2 separate regions of the Mus musculus genome follow, and region 1 is linked to region 2. A link is a contact called in public promoter capture Hi-C data. All regions are on one chromosome and are shown on one strand. Each heading gives the region's core, a stretch centred on a gene start, on an enhancer-like site or on the middle of the called end of the contact. The rest is flanking DNA. Distances are from core to core; before and after follow the strand shown. Region 1 holds the start of 2310001K24Rik (RIKEN cDNA 2310001K24 gene). Region 2 holds the start of Gtsf1l (gametocyte specific factor 1-like).

Region 1 (5,343 bases), core at 2,778-5,277, 380 kb before region 2:
GCTACAGTGTACTTACATGTAATAAATAAATAAATAAATCTAAAAAACAAAGAATATGTGTGGTTTCATATTTGAAAAAATAGAAAAAGTGTTGTTTTAAACTTATAATGAACTTATGGAGCTAGTATCAGATAATGAAGGTATACTAAGGTACAGGTCTTAATGGAAAGACATGTAAACAATTCTGATGTAATTCCTTAAGTCTTATCGATCTATGACATGAACTAGTGCCTTAAACTTATTCTAAATGTATGAAATTTGCAAATGCTTAGAAACCATGTGATCAGTTATTGTGAGAAAGTATAAAAACTAAGAACTACAATAAAATGACAGTGTAGGGGCTGGTGAGATGGCTCAGTGGGTAAGAGCACTGACTGTTCTTCCAAAGGTCCTGAGTTAAATTCCCAGTAACCACATGAAGGCTCACAACCATCTGTACAGCTACAGTGTACTCATATACATAAAATAAATAAAATAAAATCTTTTTAAAAAATGACACTGTAGCCTTCTTCAGCTTCGTCCAGTATACATGTCTGTCTTCCTTCCTTCTTTCCTTCCTTCCTTCCTTCCTTCCTTCCTTCCTTCCTTCCAATCTTCTTTCTTTTTTCTCTTCTCTCTCATTTATGAAAAGTTAGCCTCTTGAGCCAGACAGAAAAGAGTCCTAGTAATTAAGCTTTTTTTCTTAATCTCCTGCTTCTATCACCGGGAGTTAATCGACAGAAGTCAGCAGCTTTTGGCCACAGAATAGCAAAGAGTTAAAGAGAATAAATAGCCAAAGTCATAGCTTTTGGCCCCAACTGCTATGCTTTGCTGCTTTCCCTGGGTACCTGAACTGGATGTGGGGCTGGACTCTGGCCTGCCTGCCTGCCCTGCCCTGCCTCCCTCTCCCTCCTTTCCTCTGTCTCTGTCTCTGTCTCTGTCTCTGTCTCTGTCTCTGTCTCTCTCTCTCTCTCTCTCTCTTTCTATATAGATAGGGTCTCCTGTACTCTTGGGTAGCTTGAATCCCTGATCTTCCTGCTTCTACCTCCAACATACTAGGATTGCAGGCAGGTGCATGTTACCACACTTGGCTATGCAGTGCCAGAGTTGGAACTCAGGGCTTTGTGCATGCTAGGCAAACACTCCGACAACTGAGATCCATTCCAGCTCCTCATTTCTATTCTGAAGGTCAAGGTATATATTTTTACAGCAGTACCACAATATTTTAATTACTACTGCTTTATAATGTAGCTTGAAATCAAGTGGTATAATATACTTTTTTCTTTTGCTTCATGCCTGCCTTGGCTAATTTTGTGGTTGTGATTCCATAGAAATTTTAGGATTAAAGAGCTAGAGAAATGGTTCAGTCATGAGAGCATTTATTGTTCTCCCAGAGGACATAGGTTTGATCCCCAGCACACACACACCATCTGTAACTCCAGTTCAGGGGCTGTGACGACCTCTTCTGGCCACTGGTATCAGGCATACACAGGATGTGTAGATGCACATAGAGGTAACACATCTATAAGAAATTTTAGGATTATGTTTTCTACTTCTCTGAAATATGACATTAAAGTTCTGATAGGAATTGTTTCGCGTCTGTTGGTTGCTTTAAATGGTAAGCACATTTCTTTTTTCTTTTTTTAATTAATTAATCAATTTATTTATTTATTTATTTATTTAATGTGTGAGTTCACTGTTGCTGTCTTCAGACACACCAGAAGAGGGCATCAGATCCCATGACAGATGCTTATGAGCCACCATGTGGTTGCTGGGACTTGAACTCAGGACCTCTGGAAGAGCAGTCAGTGCTCTTAACCACTGAGCCATCTCCCCAGCCCCAGTGTGCACATTTTAACAACATTAATTCTTCCTGTATGTGAAGATGGGGTATCTTCCCACTTATTTGTACACAAACAATGCTTCTAAATGAGTATGTATATATTAAAGACAAACAACAACAGTTGAAAATCAACAGCGGAGTGGTACTGAGGTCCCTGGCAGCAGAGCAGTAGAACTGGGTACTGGGTACTGGGTTCTCTCTCTCTCTCTCTCTCTCTTTCTCTTTCTCTCTCTCTCTCTCTCTCTCCCTCCCTCCTCCATTCCCACTCCACATTCCCAGCAAACAGTGGTTTGCTGATAAATGTGTAATATAATGAGCTCTCCTGGAGAAAATATATCAGTATATACATATATACATTTATTAAGAACTTTCTAAAATAAAAACCTCTCAGCATAAAGAGTGGTGTACATGAAAATGAAACACACAACACTTTTTTTCTTTTTTTAGAAGATTGGTCTCATGTATCTCAGGCTTGCCCTGAACTCACTGTGTGGCTGAGCCTTTACCTCTGGTGTGTTGAGATTACAGTCAGGTACTACCACACAGAGTTTATGCAGTGCGAGGCATTGAACCCAGGACTTCGTGCACACTAGTCAAGCATCCTACCAACTGAACTACAGTCCCAGCTCCCATGGCACTCCTCACTGTAAATATAACTCGCCGATGCTTACAATGTTATTGATTTTACTGGACATTTGTCTCCACGGTTCACCTGTGATTTCAGTTCAACCACACATTGACAAATGGAGTCACAGCTCAACGAAGACAGGTGATGACAGAACACAGGCCTGATTTGTAGCACTTGCCAATTTCCTTAGTGCAAATACTTCTATTGTGGCTGATTTCAAGCTTCCTGTGTGATATCACAGAAGGGAGAAGAGAGCACAGAGGTGTTCCCGGGAGGCACAATGGATACAGGTAGGCTCAGGCATAGATAAACCAGATGTGATGGGACATGCTTGTAATCCCAGCACCCAAGAGGGAGGCTGAGACAGGAAGACAACACAGGTTCAAAACCAGCCCTCTCTATAAAGTGAGTTCCAGGCCAGCCAGGGTCACGTAAGAGATCCTGTTTCAAAATAGACAAACAAGAACATAAATAATAATAGAACATAGTAAAATAATTAGAAAGTGATGGGTTTGAGTTTTCACCTTGATTTTAAAGTGCTAATCTATAAACTACAGTCACTAAGGAATAACTCATGGTTGGGAAGCCCTGACTTTGACACCTAACATTACGGGCTAGGAGCTTAGCTAAGGGACAAAACTGAGTGACTGAGTCACCAGTACCTCATGTGAGCTCTGCAAACCTTGGGAGCCCAAGATGTTCAGTCAACAACACAGTTGATTCATCCTTTTTTTTTTCAGCTGATTCATTCTTACATTTATTTACTTATCTATTTATCTGTATTTATTTATTTATTTAGTGTGTGTGTGTGTGTGAGAGAGAGAGAAAGAGAGAGAGAGAGAGCAACTTATGGGAGTTGCCTTCCACAATGTGGAGAGAGCAACTTATGGGAGTTGCCTTCCACAATGTGGATCCCAAGGACTGAATCCAGGTTATTTGGTTTGGCAACAAGTGCCCTTACTTGTCTCAAAACCCGAAGTGGCACATGACTTTAATCTCAGTACTCTGGAGGTCAAGTTTAGGGGATCTCTGAGTTCGAGGCCACCCTGGTTATACAGAATGAGTTCCAAGTCAGCCAGGTCTACTTGGAGAAACCCAGTCTGAAAACAAAACAAGTAAATAAGATTTAAATTTATTAATGACTTTGCAAAGAAATTTCATCTGAAAAACCCTATAACTGACCCAATATACGGAACTCCCAAACTAGCTCTTAAGAAAGGTGGGTCTCTTGTTTGTTTTGCAGATAAAGAAAGCGAGAATCCCATCCCACAAACATGAGGGGAGCAGGTTGCCCAGGCAAAGAGCAGCCTGCAGTGATCTCAGCCAGTAGCTTGGGGGCGATGAGTGGAAGCGGCGCAGGTAAATGCAGACCTGCACTCTGCAGAGACCCATCAAGGCCACTAGAGGGAGACACGCCCTCTAGGGGGCGGAGCTTGCAGGAAGCGCGCATGCGCCCAGAGGGGATGTGGTGGTGCCAGCTCGGGCGAAGGGTAAGACGGTGGCCGAGAAGGCTCTGGAAGGCGGACGGTAGCCGAGAAGGACCGGCATGGAGCACCTGGAGCGCTGCGCGTGGTTTCTCCGCGGGACGCTGGTGAGGGCGACGGTGCGGCGCCACCTGCCCTGGGCGCTGGTGGCCGCCATGCTGGCGGGCTCGGTCGTCAAGGAGCTGTCCCCGCTGCCCGAGAGCTACCTCAGCAACAAGCGCAACGTCCTCAACGTGTGAGTGCATCGGGCTCCGGGCCCCCGCGCCCCAAGAAGCCAGTTGGATGCTGGGGCAGGCGAGTCATCGGGAGGGAGCCCTGTCTTGACAGGCGCGTCCGCGCGCGTGTCGCGACACTGGGACCCTGGGAAAGCAAGTGACATTCGCGCCTAGTATGTGAGCATTCCGATAGGAGGATCGAGTCGGTGACGGGTGGGTTATAAGTGACAGTGGGTACATTGGAGCGGCTATTCCCCCGCCCCCAGAGTTAGGCGCTTGCCCCTGTCCTGTTCAGGGAGATGTCACCTTCCTCTTGCCGGCTAGTCAGACACCCCTCTCTTAACCACTGTGGCAAAAATCCCACCGTTGACTTAAAGAACCACCTCTAGACCCACCCACCACCCCAAGAGCTTTTGCCATCCCTGCCCCATGTTAGTAGAAGCAAGCGTGAAACCTTTCACTCTGGTGACCTTTCTCCTGGATCTCCTTGGACTTTCTCAGTACTCTAAAGTGCATGGCAGTCACCCAGGAAAACAACCCCAGCCGATCTCGTTGGGACATCTCTCAAACTCCACTTATTTCTTTCCTAGTCCTTTAGAAACACTTACATCGTAAGTTTATTGCACAACACTCCGTTGGAGCTAGACAGGGAGTTTGGAAGATGAAATTGCTCCATCCATGTGAGCTTAATGCTTCAGACTAGTGAGTGTCTCCAGCTTGTGGACAATCTGCCTCTCTTGTTAATCTACTTCAAACCCGGTTTTCTCTTTTGGGCAACTGAGTCAGGTTTCTGACAGACCTTGGTTTTAACGAGGCTTTCCTTGTCAAGCCTGTGAAGGTTTTAGTAATGGGCCCTTTGGTGGCGTCTGAGAAACTACTGGAACCTAGGGAAGAAGAGCCCTGTCCTTGGCCCACCTTCATCCTTCCCCACTCGTAGTGGCTGGTCTAAGAATAGAGTGTAAGGGTGGTAGTTGTTCCAGATCTCTTTGGTGGGTGTTTTCTGCCCAGATCTCCAGGTCAGCCACCTTTCATGAGCTCAGAGGAGGCAGACATGGCAGATGTTGCTGTATCTGGCCTAATGAACCAGGAGCCCAGCAGCCTGGCACGCCAATTGTTTAGGGGTAGCCATGGATTCTAATGTTTTGTTCCAAGACATGATGCTGATTAATGGGAGGGAACTGGCAGTGACTCACT
Region 2 (5,648 bases), core at 2,966-5,465:
GAAGGAAGGCTGCACCTCCTAAGCCTACCCTCACAGTGCCACCAAGTGAGGACTAAGTATTCAAATATCTGAGCTTAGAGGGGAGCCTTCTCATTTAAATCACCGCACCCCCTGTCTTCGTTAGGGTGTCTATTGATGCAGTGAAAATACCATGCTCAAAGCAAATTGGGGAGGAAAGGGTTTTTTCAGCTTAGACTTCTACTGTACTGTTCATCACTGGAGGAAGTCAGGACAGGAACTCAAACAGAATAGGAACCCGGTGGCAGGAGCTGATGCAGAAGCCATGGAGGGGTGCTGTTTACTGGCTTTCTCCTCATGGTTTGCTCAGCCTGCTTTCTTACAAAACTGGGGACCACTAGCCCAGGGGTGACCCCACCCACAATGTGCTGGACCCTGCCTCATTGATCACTAGTTAAGAAAATGCCCTACAGCTGGATCTCATAGGGGTATTTTCTCAACTGAGGTTCCTCCCTCATGACTCTAGCTAATTTGTGTCAAGTTAACATAAAGCCAGCCAGTACACCCTCAAAGTGTCACCAATGGGAACCAACTGTTCAAGTATCCGAGCTTATGGTAGACTGAGGGGAATTCTTGGTGGTTAAGGGCACTGGCTGCTCTTCCCAGGACGCTAGGTCAGTTCCCAACCACCTGTGACTGCAGTTCAAGAGTACCCAATGTCTCTCTTCTAGCCTCTGTGGGCACTGCTCCATGCACACCATGTAGTACAGACATACATGCAGCCAGTATACCCATCAATGTAAAAAAAAAAAATTTAAAGAATAAGAATTTTGCCGGGCATGGTGGTGCATGCCTTTAATCCCAGCACTCGGGAGGCAGAGGCAGGTGGATTTCTGAGTTCAAGGCCAGCCTGGTCTACAGAGTGAGTTCCAGGACAGCCAGGGCTACACAGAGAAACCTTGTCTCGGAAAAAAAAAAAAAAAAACCCAAACAAAAACAAAAACAAAAAACAAAAAAGTGAGAATTTTATAAATCCTATTATTTATATGAGTACACTGTAGCTGACTTCAGACACACCAGAAGAGGGCATCAGATTCCAATACAGATGGTTGTGAGCCACCATGTGGTTGCTGGGGATTGAACTCAGGACCTCTGGAAGAGCAGCCTGCGCCATCTCTCCAGCCCAATATAAAATTTTTTGTTTTGTTTTTGTTGTTTTTGAGACAGGGTTTCTCTGTGTAGCCCTGACTGTCCTGGAACTTACTTTGTAGACCAGGCTGGCCTCGAACTTAGAAATCCGCCTGCCTCTGACTCCTGAGTGCTGGGATTAGAGGCATGCGCCACAGAGAAACACTGTCTCGAAAAAAACAAAAACCAAAACCAAAAAAACAGTAAGCAGCAGGTTCACTGAGAAACTTTGTCTCACTTAAAAAAAAAAAAAAAAAAAAGATGGAGAGTGACAGAAGAAGATGCCCAATGCCATCCTGTAGCCTCTGCTCACACAGGCACACCCACACAAACGTGCACCCACATGTGCAACACACTCTCACAAAAGAGACAGCAGGGACATCTGGCAACAGATCTGTCACTGCAGAACAAACAGTGCCCAGATTGGAGGAAATTATAGTTTATCGCACAGGGTGTGCGTGGAAGCGGATATGATGGGCTCAGGTTAGTGAGTGTAGCACTAGGGTCCTCAGTGGGGGACGGGGGTCGGGGTGGGGGGAGAAAGAGGCAGAAGCAGCATTAGAGGAGAAGCAGCATTTGGCTGAACATGTTCCAAAACCAACACAAGATAGCCACACCCAGGTTCAAGAAGCTGAATACGTAAGTACAGGGTGTTACCAGTCTATTGGCAGCGTGAGCATGGGAGAGCTGATCTGAGGCAATAGCCAAGTCCGACAATTCATATTCTGAGGGTATTCTTTTAAGGTAAGCAAGGTCATATGAGTGCAGACTTATAGAGTCACAAGGGCAAGGTCAAATTAGCACAAGCTCTGCACGTTGTGCGTGCTAGAAAACATTATTCTGAACAATAGGGTAAGGTGATGGGTAATCTAAAGCGAAATCCACTCCTGGTCTTACACCTGGGAGGGGCACATGAGTGGTTCATGAATAAAGCTGTGTGAGATTCCTGGGACCTTGTGAGAAAACTCATGTGTTCCAAAAACAGAAAGAGAATGAGAGAGAAATCACTACCGAGCCGGGCCTGCTAATGAGGCTGAGCCAGAAGCAAGTTCAAATCCAGCCTGGAGGTTTTAGCAAAACTCTGTCTCAGACTCAAAAATGAAAAACATTTGAAGCCATAACTTGTATGGCAGAGTGCTTGCCTAGCTTATGCATGGCAGTGGGTCTGAGTCTCAGTGGCAAATGCACAAAAATAAAATAAAATAAAATAAATAACAGAAGAAAGAGAAATACCCAAATAAAAAGATTAGACTGTGGAAAAACCAACAATAAAATTTTGTAAGACAGACAGAAAATGAAGTAGACTACCTTCTAACAGGTTAAGGAAAGGCTTGGAGATATAGCTCATCAGTGAAGCTCTGGCCCCAGAAGCCAGAGGAGCCAAGCTCAGTCCCTGGAATCCAGGTGAAAAAGCCACGGGACATAGTAGTGCCTGCTTATTATCCCAGAGATGGGAGGTGGAGACGTGCTGGCCAGCCAACCCAGGCTAACCAGTGAGTGCCCTCCTGGTCAGTGAAAGACCCTTCCTCAAGGAGATGAAAAGTGTAGGTAATGCCTGCAATAGTCATCCGACTCCATATGTGTGTGCGAGCATACATGTGCACGCACACACACACATGCAAAATTGTGAGTGCCTGAGCTGGACCCTCAACTCCATGTAGAATGATTAAAAACTGGATTTAGCTCAAGGGATAAGAGGAAGTAACACAGCAAAAACACTATTCAGGAATCAGGGAGAGGAAGTTGCTGGAAGCTCAATGGTTAGAGCATTTGTTGTTCTTCAAGAGGACCCCGGTTCGATTCCCAGCACCCACATGGAGCATCACAACTATCTGTAACTCCAGTCCTACAAGATCCAACACCATCTCTGACCTCTGAGAGCACACTTGGACCACCTACATACACGCAAGCAAAGCAAAACACTCATAAACAAAACAATAAAATAACTCAATAAATAAATAAAAGTAGGTGCTAGAGAAGGGGGTCAGCAGTTAAGAGAACTTGGGGCTCATCCAGAGAAGTCACTTCGGGTTGTTGCAACCTCCTGTAACACCTTCTTCTGGCCTCTGAGGGTGCCACAGATAACACAGCATACACTTACACGGAGACACACATGAATCAAATAAATCTCTAAGGTCAAAAGAGGTGAAACAAGGATGTTATGGGACAAGCGGAGGCTGACCAGTCTATCAAGAGGAAGTCAGGAGGTTGAATTTGAATCGGAAGGACAGTGATTCCCCAAGCGGGTGTAAGAAGCAAGATAAGCCAGAAGGGCAAAGAGGCAGGGGCAGAACCTAGAGTCAAGGAGAGGCACAGAGTAGAAAGGGAAAGAAATCTCAACGACACAAAATGACAAGAGCGGGGAGGTCCAGAAGGCCCTTGAGTCAGAGTTAAGAAACTCTCTCTTCAGCCGGGCAGTGGTGGCGCACGCCTTTAATCCCACACTCGGGAGGCAGAGGCAGGGGGATCTCCAGCCTGGTCTACAGAGTGAGTTCCAGGACAGCCAGGGCTACACAGAGAAACCTTGTCTCAAAAAAACAAAACAAAACAAAACAAACAAACAAACAAACAAAACAATCCAACAAACAAACAAAAAAAAACAAGGTTAAGAAACTCTTCCTTCAGCAGCCCATTCCATCCTTATTTATGGAAGTCCTTGTTTTCTGACTCCTTTGAGAAGCACACATGCATGCAGGAGGCCACGGAGGCCAGAAGAGGGCACCAAGCTTCCCTAGAACTGGTGTAATAGACAATTGTGAGCTATCATGAGGGTTGGATCCGAACCACCATCCTCTGAAAGACCAGCAAGTGCTCTTAACTACTGAGTAATCTCTCCAGCCCTCTGTTGAGGTTTGATCTGTTGCTGTGTATCACAAAGTTAAATTCTGAACCCGAAGGTCCAGGCCTATGAGTGAGTGAGTTCTCCTGGTTACCAGCTTTTGTTGTGCAAACCTTGTTCCTTAAAACTATTGGCTAAGTAAAAATGGCTACAGCCAATTACTGGAGAGATTATAGGTAGGTGGATTTTGAGTTACCTGGCTGAGGGTGGAGACTTGAGAGGGAGAGAAGAGAGACCATGAGGGGAGAGAGAGAAGGCGCCATGAGAGGAGGGGACCCAGGAGAAACAGCAGGTATCTGGGGAACCCCCCGCTGGGGAGGTAGCCAGGCCAGCAGAAAAGCAGATTAGGGGTGACCCCCAGTAATTGTCAAAGCCGAATAAAATAACCATATTCTAAGTCTCATTTATGTGTGAGTTAGTTGGGGATAAGCTTACGTTAGTTGTACTACAGTCTTCCAAAATGTCTTTATAAAATCCTGACTCAGCTTCATAAATAATAGTAATAAAACCAGGTTTAAAATGCAGAGATTTGAGGATTTAGCTGGGTAGTAGAGTCTGGCAAGTGTAAGAGCTCGGGTTCGGTCTCCAGCACTAAAGGGAAGAGAGGGAGGGAGGGTGGATTAAAAGAAAGCTTCACCTGATCCAGAAAGGATAAAATAGTAACTTGAAATTCTGGTAAACCGAGGACCAGAGAAAGGTCTCAGTGGCTAAGAGTACTTGCTCTTCTGGCCGATGACCCAAGTTCAGTTCCCAGCACCTGCATGGTGGCCTACAGCTATCAACAACTCCAGTTCCAGCAGATCCAGAGCCCTCTTCCAGCCTCTACACACACACACACACACACACACACACACACACACACACACACAGAGCGCACTTGCACCCATGCAGGAAAAACACTCATACACAAAATAAAAAGCCAATTAGTAATTACAAATGGATACTTCAATTTGTAATTACTACGCAACTGGAAAATGTAGAGGCTGAGGAAGGGGTGGAAATATTTCTTTAACACTGTGTACTTAAAATAAGGAATGATACCCAGCATGCTGCGTGCTTGGAAACTGTAGCACGTGTGGACTGCAGCATGAGGATTTTTTTTTTAAGATTTATTTATTTTATGCATGTGAGTACACTGTAGCTGTACTGATGGTTGTGAGCCATCATGTGGTTTCTAGGAACGAAGATTGCTTGCTTTGCTTGGCCCCAGTCGCTCTGGCCCTGCTTCACTCCAGCCCAAAGATTTATCATAATAAATAAGTATGCCGGGCAGTGGTGGCGCACGCCTTTGAACCCAGTACTTGGGAGGCAGAGGCGGGCAGATTTCTGAGTTCGAGGCCAGCCTGGTCTACAGAGTGAGTTCCAGGACAACCAGAGCTACAGGGGAGGGGGGGGGGAGAGAAGAAGAGGATATAGCCTAGTTGACAGATAACTTGCCACAAATGCATGAGGCCCTGGACTTTGTCCCCAGCACCATCTAAACTAGATACGGAGACCCGCGTCTATAATCCCAGTTTATAAGGTGTGATTATATCCTCAGCCACATATCAAGGTCAAGGCCAACCTGTGCTACATGAGACCTTGCATCAAAAGAGAGAAGGGAGGGGGAAAGTAGAGGGACAAAAAAAGAAAAGGAGTCAGGAAGGCTCATGGGGTAGAAGTG

The links. Promoter capture Hi-C pulls out the DNA fragments that hold promoters and counts their contacts.
Region 1: a promoter capture Hi-C map of the HPC-7 cell line shows a contact between it and region 2. The contact joins the promoter of 2310001K24Rik here to the promoter of Gtsf1l in region 2. A contact is called at or near these places in 8 of 39 promoter capture datasets (the 3T3-L1 cell line, the HPC-7 cell line, cranial neural crest and 5 more), 2 of 484 Hi-C or Micro-C datasets (cardiomyocytes and cerebellum), 2 of 115 datasets of contacts at active chromatin or transcription factors (both in embryonic stem cells) and 1 of 9 other capture datasets (adipose tissue).

What each region holds. Positions count from the first base shown.
Region 1 is chr2:163,471,229-163,476,571 of GRCm38.p6, reverse strand. 2310001K24Rik (RIKEN cDNA 2310001K24 gene) reads right to left here and starts at 4,027. Exons shown (of 1, transcript NR_028122.1): 1 at 3,569-4,027. It overlaps Fitm2 (fat storage-inducing transmembrane protein 2), which reads left to right and starts at 3,943. Exons shown (of 2, transcript NM_173397.4): 1 at 3,943-4,169. The coding sequence starts at 3,997.
Region 2 is chr2:163,088,168-163,093,815 of GRCm38.p6, reverse strand. It overlaps Gtsf1l (gametocyte specific factor 1-like), which reads left to right and starts at 4,215. Exons shown (of 2, transcript NM_026630.2): 1 at 4,215-4,277.